Linked DNA regions of Mus musculus: region 2 is linked to region 1. The links are chromatin contacts, called in public HiChIP or PLAC-seq maps. All regions are on one chromosome and are shown on one strand. The core of a region is the stretch at or near the end of the contact, and the rest is flanking DNA. Distances in the headings are between cores, read along the strand shown.

Evidence for each region. HiChIP or PLAC-seq counts read pairs in DNA pulled down with a chosen protein or histone mark.
Region 2: a contact with region 1 is called in a CTCF HiChIP or PLAC-seq map of the NIH/3T3 cell line, with 5 read pairs. The contact joins two enhancer-like sites. A contact is called at or near these places in 2 of 15 datasets of contacts at CTCF or cohesin (both in the NIH/3T3 cell line) and 1 of 9 other capture datasets (pancreatic islet).

Annotation. Positions count from the first base shown.
Region 1 is chr6:89,878,579-89,883,571 of GRCm38.p6, forward strand. No RefSeq gene overlaps it. Among named protein-coding and RNA genes, the nearest start is that of Vmn1r43, 11 kb to the left of the region's middle. Within about 2 kb of position 2,518, at least 22 of the 459 cell types and tissues checked have an H3K27ac peak or open chromatin away from gene starts, as enhancers often do. A contact at or near this core is called in the NIH/3T3 cell line, where this site is marked.
Region 2 is chr6:90,357,766-90,362,758 of GRCm38.p6, forward strand. Uroc1 (urocanase domain containing 1) reads left to right here. Exons shown (of 20, transcript NM_144940.2): 18 at 1,140-1,221; 19 at 3,686-3,785. Among named protein-coding and RNA genes, the nearest start is that of Zxdc, 9.2 kb to the right of the region's middle. Within about 2 kb of position 2,731, at least 164 of the 459 cell types and tissues checked have an H3K27ac peak or open chromatin away from gene starts, as enhancers often do. A contact at or near this core is called in the NIH/3T3 cell line, where this site is marked.

The DNA of each region.
Region 1 (4,993 bases), core at 1,268-3,767:
TCCCAATTGGGAGGGAGAAGAAAATAATCACAGGAGGTGAGGTGGGAGAAACAACTGGGTGGGACAGAAGACTGGGAGGGGAAGTGAGAAACATGATCAGGTATTGGGTGGAGGAAAATGATTGGAACACTGAGGGCCAGCAAGAGACAACGGAAACATGCAACCTCTGGAGGTAGGAGGTAGGAGGTAGGAGGTAGGTAGGAGGTAGGAGGTAGGAGGTAGGAGGTAGGAGGTAGGTAGGAGGTAGGAGGTAGGTAGGAGGTAGGAGGTAGGAGGTAGGAGGTAGGAGGTAGGAGGTAGGAGGTAGGAGGTAGGTAGGAGGTAGGAGGTAGGAGGTAGGAGGTGGTAGGAGGTGGTAGGAGGTAGGAGGTAGGAGGTAGGAGGTAGGAGGTAGGAGGTAGGAGGTAGGAGGTAGGTAGGAGGTAGGAGGTAGGAGGTAGGAGGTAGGAGGTGGTAGGAGGTGGTAGGAGGTAGGAGGTAGGAGGTAGGAGGTAGGAGGTAGGAGGTAGGAGGTAGGAGGTAGGAGGTAGGAGGTAGGAGGTAGGTAGGAGGTAGGAGGTAGGAGGTAGGAGGTAGGAGGTAGGAGGTAGGAGGTAGGTAGGAGGTAGGAGGTAGGAGGTAGGAGGTAGGAGGTAGGAGGTAGGAGGTAGGAGGTAGGAGGTAGGAGGTAGGAGGTAGGAGGTAGGAGGTAGGAGGTAGGAGGTAGGAGGTAGGATGAACCCTCTAGAATGTACCAGAGGCCTGGGAAGTGAAAGACTCTCAGGACTCAAAGGGGAAAACTTAGAAGAAATGACCTACAGTGTGGAAAGGGAACTTGTAGAGTCCACCTCCAGTAGAAAGATAGGGTTTCAAGTGGGGGGATGGGGTTGCCATCCCACAGTCAAAAACTGACCCAGAATTGTTCCTGTATGATGGAATTGCAAGACAAAAATGGAGAAAAGCATGAAGAAAAGAGGTCCAGTGACGGGCCCAAATTGAGATACAGCTCAAGGGGAGAACAGAGGCACTGAGATTTTACTGATGCTTTGGTGTTCTTGCAGACAGAAGCCTAGAATGGATGTTCTCTAAGAGGTCCACCAAGCAGCTGAAAGTGTCATTTGCAGATATTTACACCCAACTATTGTACAAAAGTAGGTGATCCCTGTGGTTGAATTAGAGGGAAAATCTAGAAGAAGCTGTGGAGGGGTTTAACCCTTTTGGAAGACAAGTAGTGTCAACAAACCTGGACCCCCAAGATCTCTCAGACATTGAGCCACTAACCAGGGAGCATACGCCAGCTGATACGAGGCCCCTAACACATACACAGCAAGGGACTGTTGGGTCTTGAAAGTTAGTGAAGATGCGCCTCAACCTTAGGGGACTTGAGTCCCCAGGGAGGTCTGGTGGGGTAGGGGTGGGGTAGAGACCTTCTCTTGGAGATGGGAGGAGAAGGTATGGGGTGTGCAACAGTTGGAGGGTGGACTGTGAGGGGGAAAATTCTGGGCAGTAAAAATAGATTAAAGAATAAATAAAAGAAAAAACAGAAGAAGAGAAAGACAAGAGTCCTTCTACACTGCTGTGTCTGGTCAGCTGTATTCTCAGGTGTCCTAATTTCTTTCTGTTGTGGTAAAGCTATTACCAAAACCGACTTGGAGAGAAAAAGGGTTATTTCAATGTTTACTTTGCACATCACAGGTCATTTCTGAGGGAAATGAGGACAGAAACACACAGCAGGAACCTTGAGTCAGGAACTGAAGCAGAAGCCATAAAAGAACATTGCTTGCTTATGGTCTTGCTTCTGATAGGTTGCTTTCAAATACCACTAGTCCAAGGATGTGCCATCCACAGTGAACGGACCCTACCAAATCAATCATTAATCAATGAAACCTCCCACAGACTTGCTCACAAGACAATCAGGTGGAAGATTGAGCTTCTCGATTCCCACATGACCCTAGCCTGTGTCAGGATGGGGACTCCATATGGTTGTGTAGCAAAGCCTCATCTTCTGCTAATGTTGAGTTTCATCTTGAGCCATTTTCTTCCCGAGCTTGGGTCCTACCAGACTAGGGGCAGTGAGGAAATGAAAAAAGGACAGGCACACAAACACATACAGAAAAGCTGGGATTGGCTTGGGATCTCTGATGGAGAAGCCAAAGTACCCCATAAGCTGAGTGTGTATATTATATTCAGTTGAAAAAAGAAGTGGTGCTATTGAATACAGATAAACAAAGAAGCAGGTTATTGCATACAGTTGAACAGGGAGGCAAGTTTAGCCTCTCTCAGGAGGAACTGTCTCTGTAGGAGGCAGTCTTCAGGGTGTAAACATCTGGACAAGGGGAGGCTATGGTGAATATTTTCTGCACATTGACAACACTCCTACTTGGACCAGAGGAAGGCTTTGCCATTCCACTGATCTTTACCCTGGGAAGAATTTGACCTTACTATGGCTCTGGGCCACTGGTCATTGACAGTGCTGTGCCAATGGCAATTACACACATTCATTCTAGATTTGGCTAGTTCCCTACAGAATCATTCATGAGTCAGATCTTCCTTAACCTCTTGGAAATATTCAGTTCATTTGACTAATGGCACTGTCATGGTGGGAATGCATGTCAGTAAGCAGTAGGCTTGGCAGATGGAATATGAAACCAAGAACTCACATCTCTCTCTCTTATTTTTTCAAATGTGGAACAAGTTCACTAGTTTTATAGTGCTTCTTTCTGAATCTTACATGCAAGGTGACTAAGAAATATCCTTACAGAGTAAGAATTAATGCTTAGTCTTCTTGCTCCTTTCTTTAATATTTACATGCAATTTTAGCAAATCTTCAGACTAACCTTATCTGCCCTCTCAGACCCATGACAGTTTTTTCCCTTTTTCAGTGTTTCTAACACACCTCAGATGCAGCCTGTGACACTGTGCCAGACACAGTGTGCCCTAATGTCAATCCGCTGAGTTGGACAGCTTGTCTGTATCCATTGTGCTTCTGTCCTCAAATTTCTCTCTCTGCCTCTATGTATCTCTGTCTCTCTGTCTCTGTCTCTTTCTCTTTGTGTTTGTGTGTTTGTGGTATCTCTCTCTCTCTCTTTGTGTATATATATATATATATATATATATATATATATATATATGTGTGTGTGTGTGTGTGTGTGTGTGTGTGTGTCTATCCTGGATGTCCCATCTCCTATTTCCTACCTCATCACATTGGCCATAGGCTTCATTCTTTCCAGGTGATACTTTGAAGAGATTCTCAATACATAAAAGGAATTGAGATGATTAAAATGTAGACAAAAATATGTAATGAATTTAAAAAGTTTCATAACAATAAGAAAATTACAGCTGCAAAATAGCAACAAAATAATTTTATGGGTCTGGGTCTGTACAACATCAGGAACTGTATTAAAGGGCTGCAGTGTTAGGAGGGTGAGGACCACTGCTCTAGAACATCTTGTCTCACCTTCTTGTCAGCATCCTGTCTTAGTATATCCTGGTATTTCACTTTCATTCTATGACTCAGAAAGTTTCCCTCCAAGATGGAAGCCTTTTAACTGTGGAGGAAATGCTACATAACAGGCATAACATTTCAGCATCTCACTTACTACTTGTTTGAATTGGCCAAGTTGTTCAGTCTGCTCCTTCCTGTTTAGTTGTCAGCAAAATCTCTCTTATAATAGAGCTTGATTCAATACTAATGTGGGTTGAATGAGTAAATATATGTCAAACAGAGGTAATTGTGACTGACTGCAATTAATATTAATAAATATTGGGTAGTTTCATTAGAAAAAGATTAACAAAGTAGATGTTAGCATCAAGCTTATCTGTCTCTTCTCCTTGTTCTCAGTAAAGCCTTTTTCTACTATCCTTGATGAGAATTCACTATGTAAATTTAGAACATGCATAGTTTCTTCTGAGTACAAATATCTGAGACTGTGGTTTATAAAAGAATGAGGCTTATGTATAACCTAGAGTTGAGGATCAAGGACCCATATTGGCTCTGTTGAAAGCATCATGGTACATTGTAACTCATCAGAATTGTATACAGAATGGTACACTATAGGAATGAAGGAGAGTCATCAAGCTTGCTCTGTGAAACATGTCAACATTGAGACCTAACCAGGATTTCACTGGCAGTGCATCAGTTTTCTGAGTTCAGCCCCTTCAACTTGTCTGTGTTCTGGGTATCAACATAACTTCCCCTATAATCTCCTTGAAGACTGATCTTTGATAACAGCATCTCTTGATAGAAATTTGGAGTAACAGTCAAATCATAATTTTGTTATGATCCCTGTCCAGCTTCTGATGCCAAGTTTTCATCATTTCATGAAAATCTCAATGTCCTGCTGCAACTGAAAATCTAGTTTCAGCCTGCAGATTGATTTCATTCTGTTAAGGTCTCTTCTTAATGAGAACTCACATATTGAACCCATGCATAGAATAGAGAGTGAACAGGGGGTGATATTAGGGTTTTAGATTAAGCCTGCACTAAGATGCTTTCATGGGCCCCTGAATTCCTCACCAAAGGCCTCCAGCTGTGCCTCTCTCCCTCTTCAGTTTCCTATAATTTCCTTTTAAATTTACTTGTAAGTTTCACTCAGAGCTTGAATCCTGAAGCTGAACATATGGAAATTAAGGCTCATAGAACCAATACTACACGGAATCCAGATATTCCACATGGGGACTGACCCAGCAGAAGGCTGCCTGTTAAGACTGCAGGGCGAAAGCCTCAGAGCTGATGGGAAGTCATGGAAGGCCCAGGAGTCTCTCACCCAAGAGCAGACACATCACAAAGTATGGAATGGTTTGGGATTCATTATACCTGAGCTTCAAAATGAGCAAAGCTAGAGTTTAGTTTGTGCGGATTTTCTGATCCTTCCTACATGTATTACAAGTTAACTCAGACAAAGTTTGTGCCCAGTCCTCCCCAGGTGGCTGTAATTCAGGTCACAGGGATTAAGATCAAAGGAAAGGAAGATGCTCCACTGGGATGCCATGTCTCCCTGCTCTCCAGTGAGAA
Region 2 (4,993 bases), core at 1,481-3,980, 480 kb after region 1:
AGAATTAGTAGCATCCTGGGTAACATAGAGAGGCCTCATCTCAGAGGGAGGAAGGAGATTTCCTGTCTTCCAGGTTCTGGGCTACAGACTTTCCTCCTCCTCCTCCTCCTCCTCCTCTTCTTTTCCCTCTTCTTCTTTTTCTTCTTCTCCCTCCTCCTCTTCTTCCTTACCCAGCACCAGGAGTGGGAGATCCTAGGTTCTATGATCTCTGTGAGAATTTGGGGTGAGAGGAGGGATTAAAGAGTTACAGGAGGAAGCTGCAGTGTTATGCCTGTGTCTCCAGAATGGCAAAATGGCAACTTTCACAGGCCTACTCTCGTCTGTCCTTCAACACATTAGATGCTTAGAAGGCAACTGGAAGGGGATCTGCTTCACCACGGGGCCTGGCTCCATAACTTCCTGGCTATGTGGCTGTTCATTAATGATGGGCTCGCTTCTGCTGCAGCAAAGCAGCTGAGGAAAACCAAAACTAGGACTGAAATAGTGAGTGGCTAGTTACTTGTAGCAGGCGCACTGCCAAAGCACTGTCCCTAGTAAAGAAAGCCAGAGGCATGTGAATGTTCGTATAGGAAGACACTTCTCAGCTGTAAGCATGCTCAGTTGGAGTTCACGCATCCTCAGCATTGCTCAGTCAAAACAAAAAAATGTTGGGCAGGAATGCCTCCTGGGTAGAGAGCTGAGTGTGATAATAAGCAAATTTATCTAAGTCATCTAAAAACTTGAGTCAGAGTGACTTCTGGATCTCTCTGGAAAGCTTTATCTGAAGCAAAACTACTTGGAGGAGAGCTACAAGCATTTAAAGGGACAGCACATTCATTAGCTGAGGGGGTCACCTCTCAAGTCCCGCTGCCAACGTAGGGATCTCACTTCTCTGATGGAATCAGAAAGTGTCATTTCTTTGTAATCCCTGCCCTAGGCATGGATGAGAATTCAGTGCTAGAGAGTGTAGCTGTAGTGAAGGATAATAGGTACAGCTGGACTTTGTCCATTTCTCCTGCTTCCTCTGTTTCTAGACTCCCCTGTCTCTGTTCCCCCACTTCCCTGACACATTGTTCTTCAGTCCCAAGAATTAGCATAAGCCTGGCCCTCAGCACGACCTAGTGCAAGGAATGATGGCACACGCTTCCCTTTTTCTGTAGACATGGCCGTGCAGAACTTCGTGGGAGATGCCTGTCGTGGTGCCACCTGGGTTGCACTTCACAATGGAGGGGGTGTAGGCTGGTAAGAAGACATCAGAAAGCAGGCTGTGGGCTGATATGGAGAACATGCGGTCCTCTTGGGGCAGGGGCAGGTCTGGGGGCCTGCAGTTCTCGGACTTAGGTCTCTGACCACTTGTTCTATTGAGGGCTTTGTGTGAATACATTCCTCATGTGAGCTGAGAACCAGGGGTCGGTATGTTGGGGTACAGAAGATGGAGGGACAGAAAGGGAGACTTGCATAAAGCAACTCCAGAGTTTGGCCTGTACCTATCATATAGGACACAAAAGTCAGCATGAGTAACAGCCACATTCATTTCCGTATTCCCATTCCCACTATAACTATCTCTGTTTAAAGAGTGGGAGTGCATGGTTGCCAGGACAACAGATTCTAGGCTTCCCACTCTTCCACTCTTATAGCTATTCACACAGGTCACTTTCCAGCCAGCGCCAGGGCAGGGTCATTGGGGTCTCTATGATGGTCTCTGAGTTGGTCATCTTTCTGTTCCTGTGACAGTAGAAATCCCCAGCTTGTCACGAGGAAAGGCCTCTCTGGATCACAGCTTCACAGGTTACAGTTCATGGTCAGTTGACCACACTGCATATAGGCAGCACAGTATGACAAGAGCCTCTAGGAATGCAGGCAGAACCATTCATTCATGACAGGGAAAAGAAGAGGCCAAGATCTCATACAAAGGCACTTCTCAATGACTTGAAGACCTCCCATGAGACTCCCCCCCTTAAAAGTTCCACCACCTCCCACAAGCAAGCATCTAACATCCAAACTCTAGGGGACTCATTCTGATTGGCATTGGCCATTCCTCTGCTGCTGGAAATATTAACTCAGATTCCTCAGACAAGGTCTATTCAGCAGTATTCACCGATCTCTTTCAGTATTCCCTCTCCCAGAATCGAAGAAAAAACATAGGCTTTACAGATGAAGAAACTGAGGCTCAGAGGGTTTGCCTCTGCTAAGAAAGTGTCATGTCTGGGATTCCCAGAGCTGCTCAAAGCTGGAGCCCTGGCTGCTCTCAGCAGTCAGGGGCACTATGGCCTGTGAGAAAGACACACACACACACACACACACACACACACACACACACACACACACACACACACACAGAGGAGGGGGAAGGGCATAGGGGTGAGTATGGGCTGGATCCAGGCAAGCCTCTCTGTCCTGAAGAGCCAAGTCCTTTCATTAACCAGCTTCCCAGTACATTCAGACGTCTGGCTTGGCCTCGTGCCCACCAAGACTAAAATTCTTAGCTGCAACTCAGTCAGGTGGCTTTAATTAATGGAAAATGTGACCATAGCGCATGTCCTAGCTGGAGAAAAAACAGCACAGAGAAGAGCTCCCTGGTTATTATGTGCGGGAGAGGGGATGAGTGTGACTGTTAAAGAGACTGAAACTTGTCCCAAGCCTCACAAGACAAACAGCAGATGGTCTGGGAATTCGGCAGGGAGGATATGGGACCCAGCACCGCCAAAGGGGCCAAGGGACCTGGCTCACTAATGTTGCTTCTCCAAGAACAGACCACACCCAGTTCTGTGGCTTTATTTTCTTCCTTGTTTGGCAGGAATCTAAGAGTCTAAGCTCTTTGCCCTCAGGCTTCTTGACTTGCTTCTCCACTTCCTGGACTGTCTCCTAGTGTGCTGTTGAGAGGCTCTTCCCTGTGCAAGGTCACCACCCACAGCTGTGTGTCAAGTTTAGCTCACTCCATGGCCTTGGCCTCTTCGTACTCCCTCTTTTGGAGTGTCTGGTTGGTGACAGCTTGTGTGCTGTGTGTCCCCTTGGCACCAGTTGACTGCAGTTTCATGTGCTCTAGACTATGTCCGCAGGACATGGCCATTCAGTCAAGTCACTGAGTGGGAGCAACTGTACCTTAGCAAAGTCTTTTCTGGGCTATTTCTATAGGAAAGGATGGCATGTGGGTAGACTTCATATCATTTCACAGACCAGGCAAGCTCAGGTAGCCTCTGGGCAGTCAGTCATCTGGGCAACTAGCAGCCCACGTGGGGCACGGCAGCTTTCAGCCAGCCTTCCTGTGTGCCCATCTATTCCTTATCACCGCTTCTGTGGGCCCTGTGAAACAACCTCCCTCCCTTCTTTGAACACTATTGGAGACCAGGGTGTATGTAACTCAGCACCAGAGCACTTGGCCAGCATGTACACAGCCTGAGTACAATGAGAAAGATCGTTTCCCATTCTGATGGACAAACAGGCATCAAGCACAAGGTGATGGGGGAGGGTGGAGGTGTGGGGGGAGGGGGCTTCTTGGGAGATACATGAAGTGGGAAAGACCGACTCAGAAGCATAATTATTTGAGAAGCCAGGATGTAGCTGCTCTGTTCTGCTGGTCACATGGCTTTATGAGGTAGAGGTCAATATGACAAGGCTTCCCCAATGCTGGTGCCTGAAGTCTTGCAAGCATTCCTGCTCCGGGCAAGTTGACACAGTTAGCTGAGAACTGTTCTGTCTCTTGCAGGGGTGAAGTCATCAATGGGGGATTTGGCCTTGTTCTAGATGGAACTGCAGAGGCTGAGCAGAAAGCCAGGATGATGCTCAGCTGGGATGTCTCCAATGGTGTAAGTCCCCCTGAACTCTTCAGCTCCTCAATACCCCCTCTCCTACAAGGCTCTGCTTATCCAAGTTGGAAGTCTGTACTGCAGTTCTCGCCCTTCCCCAGTAAGGACTCCATTCCAAGTCCTTCTAAGGCTCCCTCTTTTTTAAAAGGTTTATTTTTTATTTGAATGTGTGTGTGTGTGTGTGTGTGTGTGTGTGTGTGTGTGTGTGTGTGTACCGTGCGTGTTTCATATCCTCAAGGGTCAGAAGAAGGCATCAGATCCCTTGGAACTGGAGATACTGTTGTGAACCACCATGTGGATGCTGGGAACTGAACCTAGGTCCTCTGGAAGAGCAGCCAGTGCTCTTGACTGCTGAGCCATCTCTCTAGACCCCAGGGATCCCCTTTCACCATCCCTTCCCAACTGTTTTTCCACACTTTCCTTTGGTTATCCTTGTCTCTGGTCTCACCCTGCAGTATAGCTTCTGTGCATGCAGATGGACCCTGGCGGGCTCAGTCCTGCCTCCTGAAGCATCCCCTGCACTGGTGGGGGCTGCGATGGAATCCAGTGCCTCAGGCATGCTCACCCCATCATTTTGCTGTAGCCAGATGCCAAGATCTCCCTTTTAAGGCTCATCTTTCACTGCTTGGTGTTGCTGTGCTGGGTGGGCTTGGCCTGTGCCCAACAGTTACACCAACCCTCACTGCCACTTTTGAAGGCAGCCAAAGAAGCTAGATAAACCACATTTTAGAAGCTAGATAAACCTTCAGTACTGCCATTATGGCCCATCTTTGCAGTAGCACAGCATCCTGAAGGGGAAATGGGGCAGATTCCTCTCCCAAACCACATCTCAAACAGCCCAGATTGGGAGAATGGAGGTCAGGCAACGATGAAAAAGGGTATATAGGGTGTGAGCAAGCTGAGGAGGGATTCCAGAGCAAAGGACCAGAGTGCAGACTGTAGCTCTGGATGACAGAGGTTGTACCCAGAGGCAGGTGCAGGCAGGGAGGCTCTGATAGGGACACTCACCAGGATCCACTAACTTCAGCACTTCAGCAGGAATCAGGGCTCCTCATCCTGACACTAGGAGTTGCAGTAAGATATAGGGTTTCCTCTTAGGAGACCCCACTGTCAATGGTATGGATATAGGTCAGGGGGTAGCTTGGTGATGGTTGGTGGCAGCTTGATGGGAAGGCTCCATGGCCATCACTTAGGACAGACCAGGCTCA